3 separate regions of the Rattus norvegicus genome follow, and regions 1 and 3 are each linked to region 2. The links are chromatin contacts, called in public Hi-C maps. All regions are on one chromosome and are shown on one strand. Each heading gives the region's core, a stretch centred on a gene start, on an enhancer-like site or on the middle of the called end of the contact. The rest is flanking DNA. Distances are from core to core; before and after follow the strand shown.

The links. A called contact is a pair of places that touch in the nucleus more often than the background predicts.
Region 1: a Hi-C map of the A7r5 cell line shows a contact between it and region 2, with 4 times the contacts expected there. The contact joins two enhancer-like sites. A contact is called at or near these places in 3 of 12 Hi-C or Micro-C datasets (the A7r5 cell line, the Rat2 cell line and frontal cortex).
Region 3: a contact with region 2 is called in a Hi-C map of the A7r5 cell line, with 3 times the contacts expected there. The contact joins two enhancer-like sites. A contact is called at or near these places in 2 of 12 Hi-C or Micro-C datasets (the A7r5 cell line and the Rat2 cell line).

What each region holds. Positions count from the first base shown.
Region 1 is chr3:125,093,977-125,098,184 of GRCr8, reverse strand. No RefSeq gene overlaps it. Among named protein-coding and RNA genes, the nearest start is that of Rasgrp1, 410 kb to the right of the region's middle. Within about 2 kb of position 1,759, at least 8 of the 93 cell types and tissues checked have an H3K27ac peak or open chromatin away from gene starts, as enhancers often do. A contact at or near this core is called in the A7r5 cell line, where this site is marked.
Region 2 is chr3:124,888,121-124,892,212 of GRCr8, reverse strand. The region is part of intron 1 of LOC134486427 (a long non-coding RNA gene); the gene reads right to left. Among named protein-coding and RNA genes, the nearest start is that of Rasgrp1, 210 kb to the right of the region's middle. Within about 2 kb of position 1,707, at least 6 of the 93 cell types and tissues checked have an H3K27ac peak or open chromatin away from gene starts, as enhancers often do. A contact at or near this core is called in the A7r5 cell line, where this site is marked.
Region 3 is chr3:125,022,714-125,027,088 of GRCr8, reverse strand. No RefSeq gene overlaps it. Among named protein-coding and RNA genes, the nearest start is that of Rasgrp1, 340 kb to the right of the region's middle. Within about 2 kb of position 2,943, at least 6 of the 93 cell types and tissues checked have an H3K27ac peak or open chromatin away from gene starts, as enhancers often do. A contact at or near this core is called in the A7r5 cell line, where this site is marked.

The DNA.
Region 1 (4,208 bases), core at 510-3,009, 210 kb before region 2:
GAGAGAGAGAGAGAGAGAGAGAGAGAGGTATCTGGGGAGGTCATGAATAGAATCTAAATGCATTGTACAAAATTCTCAAAGAACGTGTGTGTGTGTGTGTGTGTGTGTGTGTGTGTGTGTGTGTGTGTGTGTGTGTTTTCAAGGCCAATATCTAGGGCTGTGATTGTAGTTCCATTGTGGAGTATTTACCTAGCATGTATTAGACCTTACATTCATTCCCTAGTCCTACCAAAAATACAAAACAAAAAATTGCTATACAACCAACTCTCTCCCCTTTTTTGTTTAAATAACTCCTGGGCTTGCTCATCCTCTGGTCCAGCGAGACTGACTCTAAGTTTAGGAAATTCTGAGATTGACTACACAGAACATTTCACATTACAAAATAACAATGCCTATCCCTGTTGGAGCTTCCCTAGAACTCTATTCACAGACCTTTGAAAATTCTATGGTTAAAATTATTTTTCTTAACAACAGTAATTGTATGCTAGTTCTGAACACTCTCAAGTATGTTCTAAAAATACTTATACAAAAGGATAAAGAATACTTAGCAGGGAGTCTCATGATTAAAGGTCAAAGCTGGGGACATGTACAAGAAGGAGACACTTGATGGCCTGTGTTGCTTACGCAGAAATCCTGTGGGACTCCAATCCTGGCAATGTAAGTGCATTGATAATCACCACAGCCTCAGCCTTAGTATCTGGAATAGGCAGAAGCTCACTTTCTCGGGCTGGAAGAAGAATTATCTGCCGAGTGGAAGACATTTTTGCTCCTTCTTAATGGGCCATCACAGCCAGTGCTGAGTGGCAATGAGCTCATCCTATACCACTGTGTCCAGTATTTGATGTTGGAAGGGCTATTAAAGCTTTTCTCTATATAAGTTGGATCCAACAATAAGCAGTATGAAAGGTCCCAGTCTTCAAAGGCAAACTTATTTAAGTGAATACTGGGCAGATAGCAGGCCAACTTAAGAGAAAAATCATCTCTACTCAGTGAAGTAGTTGTTTTGTGATGGCAGCCCCAGCAGAATCATTTACAACACTCAGAAGTCAACACTGCAGCTTGCTTTTGGCAAGCCTGAAGTATTCTGTGATCCAGAGAAATTCTTTCTAATTATTAAAAAACATGTTAAAGAAGGAACAAATGTTGTTGGCACCCACCAAGCATATAATTGATTCAAAAGTCCAGTCCCAGAGTAATTGTAACAAAACCATGTCAGTGAAACCTTCGTGGAGAATGTGAATGAGTAAGTACCAAATTTTCTGCCCTTGAGTGGGATTTGGGAGTTAGAGTACATGTTTTGTCCCTGGGAATGAAATGAAGAGCTGTTGCCCTGGGGAGACTGGTGACTGGGGCCATGTGAAAGAACTAAGACATTAAAATGGCACACGGGCATTTGCTAGATTCACAAAACATTTATTGCATTGGCCAGTTCCACTCTCCTGACTGAGAACACGCTGCCTCTCTTTAGAAAGATAGAAAATGAAGTGGCCTGTGTGAATTGAGGTGGGGGAAGAAGGAAAAGACGAGAGGAAATGGCCAAAGCCAAGCAGAGCAGCTGTAGCAGATGGGGGTCAAGCGGGGATGCAGAATGCCCTTGGACATGAGGATGGATGGATACGTGGATGGAGGCTCTGTTCTAGGCCACTCTGCCATTAAGTTGGAAGCAGGGAATTTGGGGAAGGAGCCAGACTGACTTACTTAGGGTCACACAGCTGTTAGTGTACCTCAGAGTTTGAGTTCTCAGGGTGTTGCCCAGTCATTCCTGTGGTTTGTCTCAACATGACGAGCGTTCTTGAGAAGGTTGTGGTCACAGTAGTTAGCCATTTGAACGACAAGACTGAAATAAATGTCTATTTATTAAGCAGGCCATGTATTTTCAGAGCTTAAACAAGCCGCTAGATGGAGGATGCCTGGTGCTCAGAGTCATGGCACACAAACATACTCTTCAAGTTGGAATTACGGAGCCTTGCTCTACTCTTTAGCTTCTATTTGTCTCCTGATAGGACCACAAACCTAGTCAGTGCCTCGAGATTTCTTCCTGGACTTCACCTGAAGATTGTCCGGGGCAAAGGCAGGGTACTGCTTATTCTGGCTCCTGGTCCTGCCATTTCAGTTTCTATGACGACCTCAGTATTTCTCTTCCTCACTTCTTTGTTTTCCATTCAGCTCAGCTCACTTCCTTTGGACAAGTCATTGCTTGCCGACTGACTATGCTCATACCTGGCCCTAGGATACAATGATGATCTGAAGCCTAATACATCTCCACTTCACTGTTTACCACATGAATATCTTCTTCAGAGTCAGAAACTACCCATTATCCAATATCAGTGCGCTGTTGAGGTTAGTTAAGCCTTTTGTGCCTCATACCCTTCCTCTGACGACTGAGATATGGTTTATACCTTATCTCATAGCTTAAGATATGAGAGTGTAGAGTAGATCCATTTATAGGAAGCATTTAATAATTATTACATATTTATATTATTGCATTTAGCTCACTGCCTTCTAAAAAGGGTCTATCTTCTATTAGATATTTTCCTTATTTCTATCTTTCATTTTATTCCCTACATGCATGTTTTATTTCTTGTAAGTCCTGTGTGTTATCATAAAAGCTCAGCTGTGAACTTTTAATTACTCAGCTATAAGAAAGAATAAGACTTATGTTGTTTTCATGAAAATGAATGGAACTGTAGATCATTATGTTAAATGAAACAAGCCACACTCAAAAAATATCGCATGTTATTTCTATGATGTAGATTCTAGATAAGGAAAGAGGCATGGAATCAAGCAAGATAGAAGGAAGACGGGTTAAAATAGCAATAGGGGGGATGATATGCTCGAAGTATATTATATACATATATGAAAGTGCCTCTTATTCACTCTGATTCTGGGGAATTATTTAAATGCTAAGGCCCATTTGCTATTTGTCTCTAATAGTTTTACATTTCCAGGAAAGTGGTATATAAAATGTATGCATATGTATTAGATACTATAGAGAGAGTTTTTAAAATGTATAGGCTTATATTCCAGTACTTGGTAGGTGGAGACAGGAGGATCAGATGGTCAAGGCCATCTTCAGTTATGTAACCCAGGTCTAGGTGTGCTAAGTTTCCTTGTTGATTCTTATATAAATCGAAAAGCAGATAATGACAAGGCATGGACAGTCAGCTTTTAAAGAGGCCTGTCTAGGGAAGAGTTTCCCTGGATATTTAATTGCCCTTCTCTCTGTCCCACCCCGGGGGCTGGAAATCCTATGTTTAATAAATAAATAAATAAAGGAACTTCTTTCAAAAGAGTATCAGAGAGCACATTTACTGAGGCAGGGATTAGGGGAGGGTTTCTATGTTCTGTGACATTCTGGAAACAGGAGAGTGATTCCCAAGACAGTCCCCTCTGCCCCAGTAGCAGATGGCAGGCATGAGTGATCTGTAGCCCTTGTCTGGTTACATTTGCCTGGACATATGTGTCTTAGCAAAAGAGCAATTCCTCCCAGTGAATGTTCACAGAAGGCAGAGCTGATACTCGAGAGAGCAATTCAGGTCCACAGATTCTGAGTATTCTGGATATATAGTTCATATGCATCCTGCCTCCTTGTCTTTGTGTAAACTCCTGACTCGAGTAAGAGCAATCACAGTGCAGTTCCCAGAGATGCAAACCCAGGGAGGTCCTCCAAGGCTGCTCCACTCTACCTCATGCTGAGAGGCCCTACATATGACAGTGCGTGCAGAGAGACGGTGCATTTGTGCATACTGTAGCTCCCAAGCAGGGGCTCTGTTTTCCTTGGTCCCTCATTAAAGATTCCAGAGATGCTGTCAGAGAGTGCCAGAGACTTTAATGCTCATTTTGACTTTGATGGTGGAGAAAGGGGAAATCCCTTTTCTCTCCATTGATTTATAAGCATTCTGTTCTTAGATGGGATGAAGAATTCCCTGTTAGAATTCTCTAAGCTCAGGCAGTGTTCAGCAGCATGCAGTGGCCGGTATGCTTAGAAACACCCTCAGCTTTGCTCTTTCCTAGTGTCCCACTCCCTCACTTCCTTCATGATCCACAACAAAGGAGCAAGACTCACCACATTTGCCTTTAGATCCTGAGGCTTGGAATCTGATCAAACATAAGCCCCTAGGCGTTAGAAAAGTTCACATGCCAAAATAAGATTAATGAACCAACAGGACATTCATTTCAGCCTTGTTTGGCTTAGTGTGCTACCAATG
Region 2 (4,092 bases), core at 458-2,957:
GTGTTTTTGTCCAAGATCCGGCGTGAATAGTATCTATGCTGAATGATAGTAGAAGAAGAGAATTCAAGATGGTAGATGGAATTAAGATGGCTTATCAGATGATTCGGGTATGAAGAAATTAAAGGGACCAATACAATCACAGAGATTTTCAAAATTGAGAAAATGAAACAAGAGAACCAGACCATAAAAACCAGAGAACAGATGAGAAGGGCTCCCAAGCTACAGGACATAGGACACTTCTACAAACTAAAAAAGTAAAAGAAATATACTCCCACCAGAACACCCAGAAAGAATGCTTGGTTTTTCTCCAGGGCAACCCACTTCATACCTCTGACCTCCAGAACTTTTCAAAAAGAAAGGAGCTGATACCTTTCGTCTCTCCTGGCCTCAAACATCCTGTGTTGCCATGTTCCACTAAAGCTCTGATTAGCCGAGATTTCCTATGGAACTAATATGTCCTTGATAGTTCCCCAATAATGCCGCCCTCTGGTAAAATTAAGAGCTGCCAGTGAGGTGCAGGCCTGCCGCTGGGCTCATGCAAAACACAGGCACAAATAGGAAGAGGGCTTTCAAGGCTATCATTTTCTAGCCAGTAAGTGTCTAGGGTTTCACCACAGTGGTTAAGGATGTGTCACCCAGGCGCCTTAGCAAGGAGCACTTCCAACCTTCAATTAAAGAACTATCATTTGCTCTATATATTAACATCCAGAACAATAAACAGACTGCAACATGGTCATTAGAGACAGCCATAATCCATGGCCTGCTGTGTATTGATGTCAAGCCTGCTGCGTTCGACAACTGAAATCATCCCAAAGAAAGCATGTGCTTTCAAAGCCAGTACTCCAGTGAGGATATCCACCCCTGGCTGCCTTCCAGTGTCCCACCTCTGTCTTGATTTAACCACAGAGTTGTAAACCCTTTGTCTCTTACAGAAAGACAACTACTTCTCATGCTGGGAACTGGACTACAGAATTTCATTGGTGGGAGCTAGTGGGAAATCTTTATTGCAGGCTCATAATAAAATTTCAAGTTGTTATCATTCCTAATCTAAAGGATGTCATGATAGAATAGGCCTGAAGACAGACTTGCAAATGCAGCCAATTAAACAAGCAAAACTACCTTGAGGTCATGAAACACAGGAAATGGAGAAAATATAGACAGACAAAAGGCCAATGGAAAGTCTCTCAGCCTCTATGTGGAAAGTGAGCAGTTTTCTTTTCAACAAAGAACGCACGTTTGTCATCTCCTGTCCACATGGCACAGCCGCAAGTCCCACCGATGCAGCCACCTGAGTTGGGGTGCAGGGGGGAGGTGCATATTATAAACGCTAATGGATTACTTAGGAGGCTGCTCATGCACCGTCAAAGAGATATAAAGATCTAAATGATGGATAGGGAAGCCAGGAAAAGAAGTAAACCTCAGCAATCCGACCTACTCTGGGACCCAAAACACAAAAGCAAAGCAAGCAAAAATCATGAATGGGTTAAAAGGCAGAGCTTAGCTCTTAGTGGTGCTGCAGCAACTGTCCACCGGGACACGGCGAGGACCTCAATGGGAACTGTCACTGGGAGGGAATCTGATGTTGGTTATTGCATACAACATACAGCGTCCTTCCTAATTATCGCTTTTGATAGGCATGGGCTACCCTCACGTATCCTCATCTAGAGGCTGTCTCGGGGCTGAGTCACCAGGCCCCGGCCTGTTGGCCTGTTAGGTGTCAGCAGAGTCAGCTGTCTTGCATGACTCAACAGGGATACTTGACGTCCCGAGCATCTTACAGCAGCAGCCTTCCTCAAAAGGAAGCTAGAGAACACACAGGCATGCCAACCTGTAAATATGTGTACATCTTTAGAGGAGTCACTGTTCTTTTGGATTGTGCTGCCTCTGTTTTTGCTAATAAGGTGTTATTTTTATGCATGTGAGAATATATGTGTTTGTTTATGTGGGGGGGTGCACATGTGTAGGTGGGTGTGTGTGTGTGAACCCACACATGAATGTGTGTACAGTACTTACCGAAGTTAGGAGATAGTCTTTAAGAAACAATATCCTTAGGACATCCTTACCAATGTCTATCTCTCCCCCCTTTTTTGACAGCTCCTCTCATTGGCAAGAAGCTCACGAATTAGTCTAGACTGTCAAGTCAGTGAGCCTCAGGGATCCTTCTGTCTCTGCCTTCATGAAAGTCTATGTCACTGTATCCAGCAATTTTATGTGGGTCCTGGATATTAAACTCAGTTCCTTGGGCTTGAATGGCAAGTACTTTTACCAACTGAGCCATCTGTTCTGACCTATGGTATATACATGTATATACCATGTATGCATTTATACCATATATGCATAGACAGAGGGGGGAATCTAATAAGGTCTTCAAAAAAATGTATTCCAATTCTTTTCTGTGAACACAGACTCAGAAGATGTTCTTCAAATGACTGTTCTGCAAATGTGAATGCCCTGTTTGGAATTTGTATTTACAAACAACCAGACACACTCTTTTGTCTTAATTCCAATGAGCACCAATAAGCAGGGGAGGTGAACACATGAGGCAAATTGATGGAGACTTTCAGGTTTTATGGAGAACCTAAAGGACTTTTACAGACCTAGCATGGGTCTCTAGCAATCACAGCCCTTCTCAAAAACTTTTGCCTTGTCCCGATCAGAATTTTCTATGCATTGTCGCCACCTGCTGGGAGATCCTAGGATTGGCTTCTGGTGGCATGTAAGGTGGACACCTGGCCAGCACAGGGAGGTGTGAGAGATGAGATTGTCAAATCCATGCCATGGCTTTCATTCCAGAAGGAGTCACTAACCTGTCCTTGGCACTCAGACTGAATTTTAATAGTCTTCTGGAGACAGAACTCAAGTCTACATTCCCTCTGGTAAATCATCTCAGTGTTGAATCACCTTCTTTCCAAAATATTTTCCCTCTTTGTGATCTCAGTGATACTTCTGTTTAGGTTAATTTTCTACTGATGTGTTTTGATCAGGAATGAAACTAACTGCTTCCAGTTCTCTGGGGGAAAGCCCTCTGCACGCCTACAGAGAGGTCTACAAGTGTGCCTGGTTTCTCTGCAAGTATCTTCAGTTTGTTCTTTTCTTTAAATTGACTTTGTTTGGCCCATTTAAAACTGCACTGTCCATTTCTTTAGTCCATTCCTAAATATTTCCAACACCCCTGTCTCTTTCCATACTGGGAGAACGTGACACCCCAGCGAAGAATCTCGCTGAAGACAAGTACAACAGAATCCTTACCACATGGACCCCTCTCAGATTATCATTCCCTTGCAAACTATTTTCTCAGCACCGGTGTGAGACACACAAGCAAGGTCTGCATAGAAGACAGGATGGCCGTGTCAGAGAGGAGGTAATGCAACTATGTCTGTGCACTGTGTGCAAAAGGGTGTTGACACATAAGAGAGAGGAATAGCCATGGCGCTATGAAAGGCTAGGGAAGGGAAAGAATGCTTCCAGCAAGGGCACATGGAAGGCTTTGTGGAAGCAGTGAGACTGAAGAGCTCTTTGAAGAACATGTAGAATTCAGTTGAACTAAAAAGAGGAGGACTAGGAAGGGACACAGCCTTCTGAAGAGAGTCAAAAAGTCTGATGAACACCCTGGAGCACGGGTATGGATAAAAAGTGCTGGGTGTGGTTGCATTGAGTGAGTCGTGGGCAGACAGGGAAAGGTGGACGGGATTGATTGTGAAGACATTTCCTACAATGGAGTCCATTCAAGAATCCAGGTGTTCTGCTCACTTCACAAAACTCCTTTTGATTTTACCACTTTGGATGCCAGCTGCCTTCACTGTCACTTGCTGTCCATCCAGTGTTGGGATCCAGCCTTAATTTTGAATCGCTGCTATAAGCTGCAGCTTGGCTGTCACTCAGTTCTTCTCTACCTCTGGGCAACCTGTGTGACACTAACCCCACCCCACTCCTTCCTTGTTCAACCCCTCAGAAGACCAGTGTCAGCTGACTAGTTACTCCTGGCTTCTTTTCCTGACACTTTGTCAATAAAGGTAGGGCATCAGACAGTGAGATCCTGGACAAGTTATCCTCCACTGTGACTTCAATCTTCTCATCTTTAAGGAGAGGTGA
Region 3 (4,375 bases), core at 1,694-4,193, 130 kb before region 2:
CTCAAGAAAGAGGATCAGATGCTACATCAATCCGTCACATTCCTGGTTTTAGCTCTGTTTGGTAACACTTGCCTTCTCACCCATGTACTCTAAAAGGACAGGAAAATATGCTATCTCAGCCCTCTTCTGTTTCACCTTTAATAGGCACTAAAGGGACACCATAATTTTTGGTTACAGAGAGCAGAATTCCTTAAAATGGAAATTCAGCTATTATACTTAGCATATTTTAAGGATGTTTTCAAGTGGAAAATATATTTAGGAGAAGGAAACTCCAGCCCTTGTAATTGCATGCTCTCTTCAGAGTTAGAATGCTAAATGAGCCAGCTGTCAGCTTGGTGAGGTATAAGTACACCTAAATCATGAAGCGGACGTTTTTAAGGATGCTTAAGAAACCCCGGGCTTGGGAAGCTCATTGATCCTCTGGGTCTCTTTTTCATCTTACTTATGTGAGCTCATCTAAGCCCCAACAGAGAAGGATCCTTTTTAAGTCAGTGTGTTTATGTAATTTGGCATCTGAAGGAACCCACTTCTGTTAGGACAAGGACTCTGATAGACTGGGGGATTTTATGCTGTGTTTTGCTGGTTTTCCTGCAGTTTTTAGAAAGAGATCCTCTTGTTTAAGATTCTGAATCTAAGAATTCTACTCTGTGGGGCTTGGGAGAAGATTCAGTTGGTAAATACTTGTCTCACAAGGCTGAGGACCTAAGTTTGGATTCCCAATAATCAGACAAAAAAAAAATCTATGTGCAACCACATGTGCCTAAGAACTCAGACCTGGGAGAAGCAGCTTTACCCAAATCAGTAAACTTCAGGCTCAATGAAAGGAGGGGGAGGGGAGGAGGAGGAGGAGGAGGAGGAGGAGGAGGAGGAGGAAGAGGAGATTGAGGAAGGTCCCCAACCTGTGCTTCTTCACACACCCGTGTGAATGCACATAAACACACACACACACACACACACACACACACACACCATATATATATATATATATATATATATATATATATATATTTAAAAAATGTGCTTTAAACCTATAGGCAGGTAGATCTCTGTGGATGTCGGCCTGGTCTATATAGTGAGTTCTAGGACAGCTAAAACTGTATGAAGAAATGTTCTTTAAGGACGCAGTTACTTAAATCTTAGCTACTTAACAACAACATCTTGCCTAAATTAGTGAAATGACAATACTGTGTTCAGCTGAGCATAGGGAAGACATTTTAAGTAGGGGACAATTTCCTAACACGAAAGAAGATGTTTTGAACGCATCCTTTCCATTCCTACTCTTTGTCTCACCTGTCAGTCTCCTCTTGCACCTTTAGCTAAACACAGGAAGTGCATGGGGAAAGATTTTCTTAAGTATCCACTGCTAGAGTGTGTCCCAGGAATCACTTCCCTTCCCATTCCTCACAGTGCCTAACAGGACCCTCACAACAGTGGGCACAGATTTCTCTCTGGAGAGGAAGCCTGCTACTTCAGCTCTCACTTGTCAAAGTCAGCAAGATCTAGACATTCCTCCCCACTAATGCCTGCCCCCAATCAGATACCTATCAAATGAACAAAGGCCACAGGTCAGAAGGAATGCCAACAATGCAGATAAGTCCTGATAACTGGCTGCCGAATGAACAAAGCCACATAACCAGGAAGGTAGCTGTCAAACTGAGCAAAAGGCTTCTGGGGAGACTTGGCTGCAGGGACTGTAACTTACAGCACCTTTCCCCTGAGCCAAACAGGCTGGTATTTTATATCTAAAGTCCTCACGGGCATGGGGCAAATTCCTTTGTTCTTTGTGAGTTTCCTAGCATGGCAAAGCCCTCCTCTGTGGCTGCTCGTAAAAGGAGCAGTCATGCATCTTCACCCATAGGAATGAATTCAAGTGACTGTGGGGGAGCTGCTGGACCAAGCAGGGGGCATTGAACCCTCTGATGTCTTATGGGGATGGATTTGTTGACTGGTTTCACACTCAGATTTTCATAGTCAAATGAGTCTCATAAATCAACTTTTTAACATAAATATTTCAGAACAACCAGTGCCTGAACCCATTTTCAGGTTGGCAAGTGTCCAGGAAAAGTCCAAAGACAGAACATGGGAAGAATGAGATTCCATTGTACCTCTGGACTCCACCTCTGACCTCTGAGTAGCCTACTTGTTGACTGGATTCTGCACTCACTGTCGGCAAAGTTCTGCATCCCGTGGTCAACTTCAGCTCTGATTGGATTTTTCTTCCACCCTCTAATGTAATTGTAGAACAGCTGGTGTCCTGATGATCCCAACCAGAGGTTGAAAACATCCTTGGCTTTGGGACAGGCACTTCCCAGTCCTGTAAAAGAACAATAGAAATTCCAGGAAAGGCTGAGAAGGTGAGTCATGAGGCTCTGTGTCTCATATAGCATCCTATGCGTACATAAGCAATATATTTCCATGTAAAACAGAGTTTGAGTATTTGGAGAAAAAAATTAGAAAATGGTGAGAGTTTACGTTCAATAACAGCCTTCACTCGGGACTCTTAATTCTTCCACACTTTATTAACAAATGTGAAGTTCATGTTTCAGAACACAGTTTAGAGTCAGTGTAGTGCTCCTTAAATCCTGAAGTTACATCCATCATTGACTGAAGACCAGAGGGAGAGAAGATTAGCATTTGCACTCTACCCAGCTTGCTGAGAAACTGGATCATAACTCACCTATCTTTCCAATGAGACCCTTCACAATAGCCCCCTTTACCTGTGTTTCCTATGGTTTTAATTTAGAAACCACATGATATATTTGACATAAATGCCAAGGAGATTGTAGGTAATTGCTGGCTGTTGGCAGCAGACCAGACCTAGGGCAATTGTGTATCTTAACAAAGTCAATAATTGGGCTGATAATGAGCTCGAAATGGAATCACATTCTTACTCCGTGCCTCCTGAAGCTGGATGAGAAGGCTTCTGAGTCATGTGAATAACATGTTGAATGACTCCCTGCCGTGACTCTATGATCCATACCAAAAGGAAGTCTAACAGCTCTTTTTACTCGCCCATGTTTAATATGAGAGCATTCTCCAGCAAAGTCTGGGCAATTATTAGTATAAAAATTATTAATTCATGAAATGTTTAAAATTGGGGGATTTAAATGTGGGAACCTGCAATTATGTTAGGTACAGCTTTTACTCTGGGCCATGGTCAAAATCACAAGAAAGACCCTAGCCCACTGAGCAAACAAAACATTGATCTTGCAAAACTGATTAGTGGAATGTATGTTCAAATCTGTTTGTATTCTATAAAGCCCTATTCTGAGTTAGTGTTTTCAAAACCCAGCAAGCTACCTAAAAAAACACAGCTTGTCTTTCATCCCTCCAAGCATTAAATACTGAGAATTTGGCCTCTTGTGTTGACAGTCCAACACACCACTCTACCTTCATGGCTACCTACCAGTCCAGATCAGGGGTCCTGTCTTTCATGTGGACTGTTTGCAGCTCCTCCTAACTGCATTGAGGAGAGTGAGGCAAAACAAATATGGCAGATAGTCAGAGATAAGCACAAAATTTATCAGCCACCACAGGCAAACCTGTAACCTATAAATTCAGGGTGTCAGCCTATTTTGAGAGTTAAAACAAATGCTGTAATTTGGATAGTTTATACACAACAGAAAGCTGGGGAGCCCAAGAGTAAGGTGCTGCAGATTAGTTGTCCAAGAGAGCTTGCTCTTTAAATTGTAGAGGGTGACTGCTGACAAGTTTTTGACATTGTGAAGAAGCAAGCTTCCATAGACCTCGTTTGTAAGGAAACTAATCTAGTCTCATGACCCAGCAAGTCCCACCTCTTAATGCTACCTTGTTGGGAGGAAAGAAATTCTTTGGATGAAACAGACATAGTACAGGGTAAGGAGGAAGGTTGACATGAATCCACTGATTCGTGGTTGATTGGATTTAGACAGCACACTTGATGCTTTCAGAAATCATCCAAAACCTAGCCTTACATTTCATAGTCAGAGAAATGTCAAATGAATTGTTGTTGGCCGACCATTGGAAGCCTATGAGTGAACTAGATGGGTGTTCTCTAGTTCGTAAGAAAATCAGAAATCACACAACTCCTGATCATATGTAGCAACTGTGAAATCCATTGCTAAAAAAGATTACCAGACATTTGAGAACGTGCTAATGATCCAATTCATTACTGTTTTGCCACCACCCTGATTCATATTTCACTTTCCTGAAGGGCCTGGCCAGGGTTTCTACAAGTGTAAGCATTTACCAGAGTACAGGTAACATATATGAGCCTGCTTTCTACCATCAGGGCTATACAGACAATTCAAAAGACTGAGTGAGACCTGACCTTATTTCTGGTTAGCTCATTAGTACAAAGTTGAACACAAAGTCTCAAATAAGACAAGATGGGGGG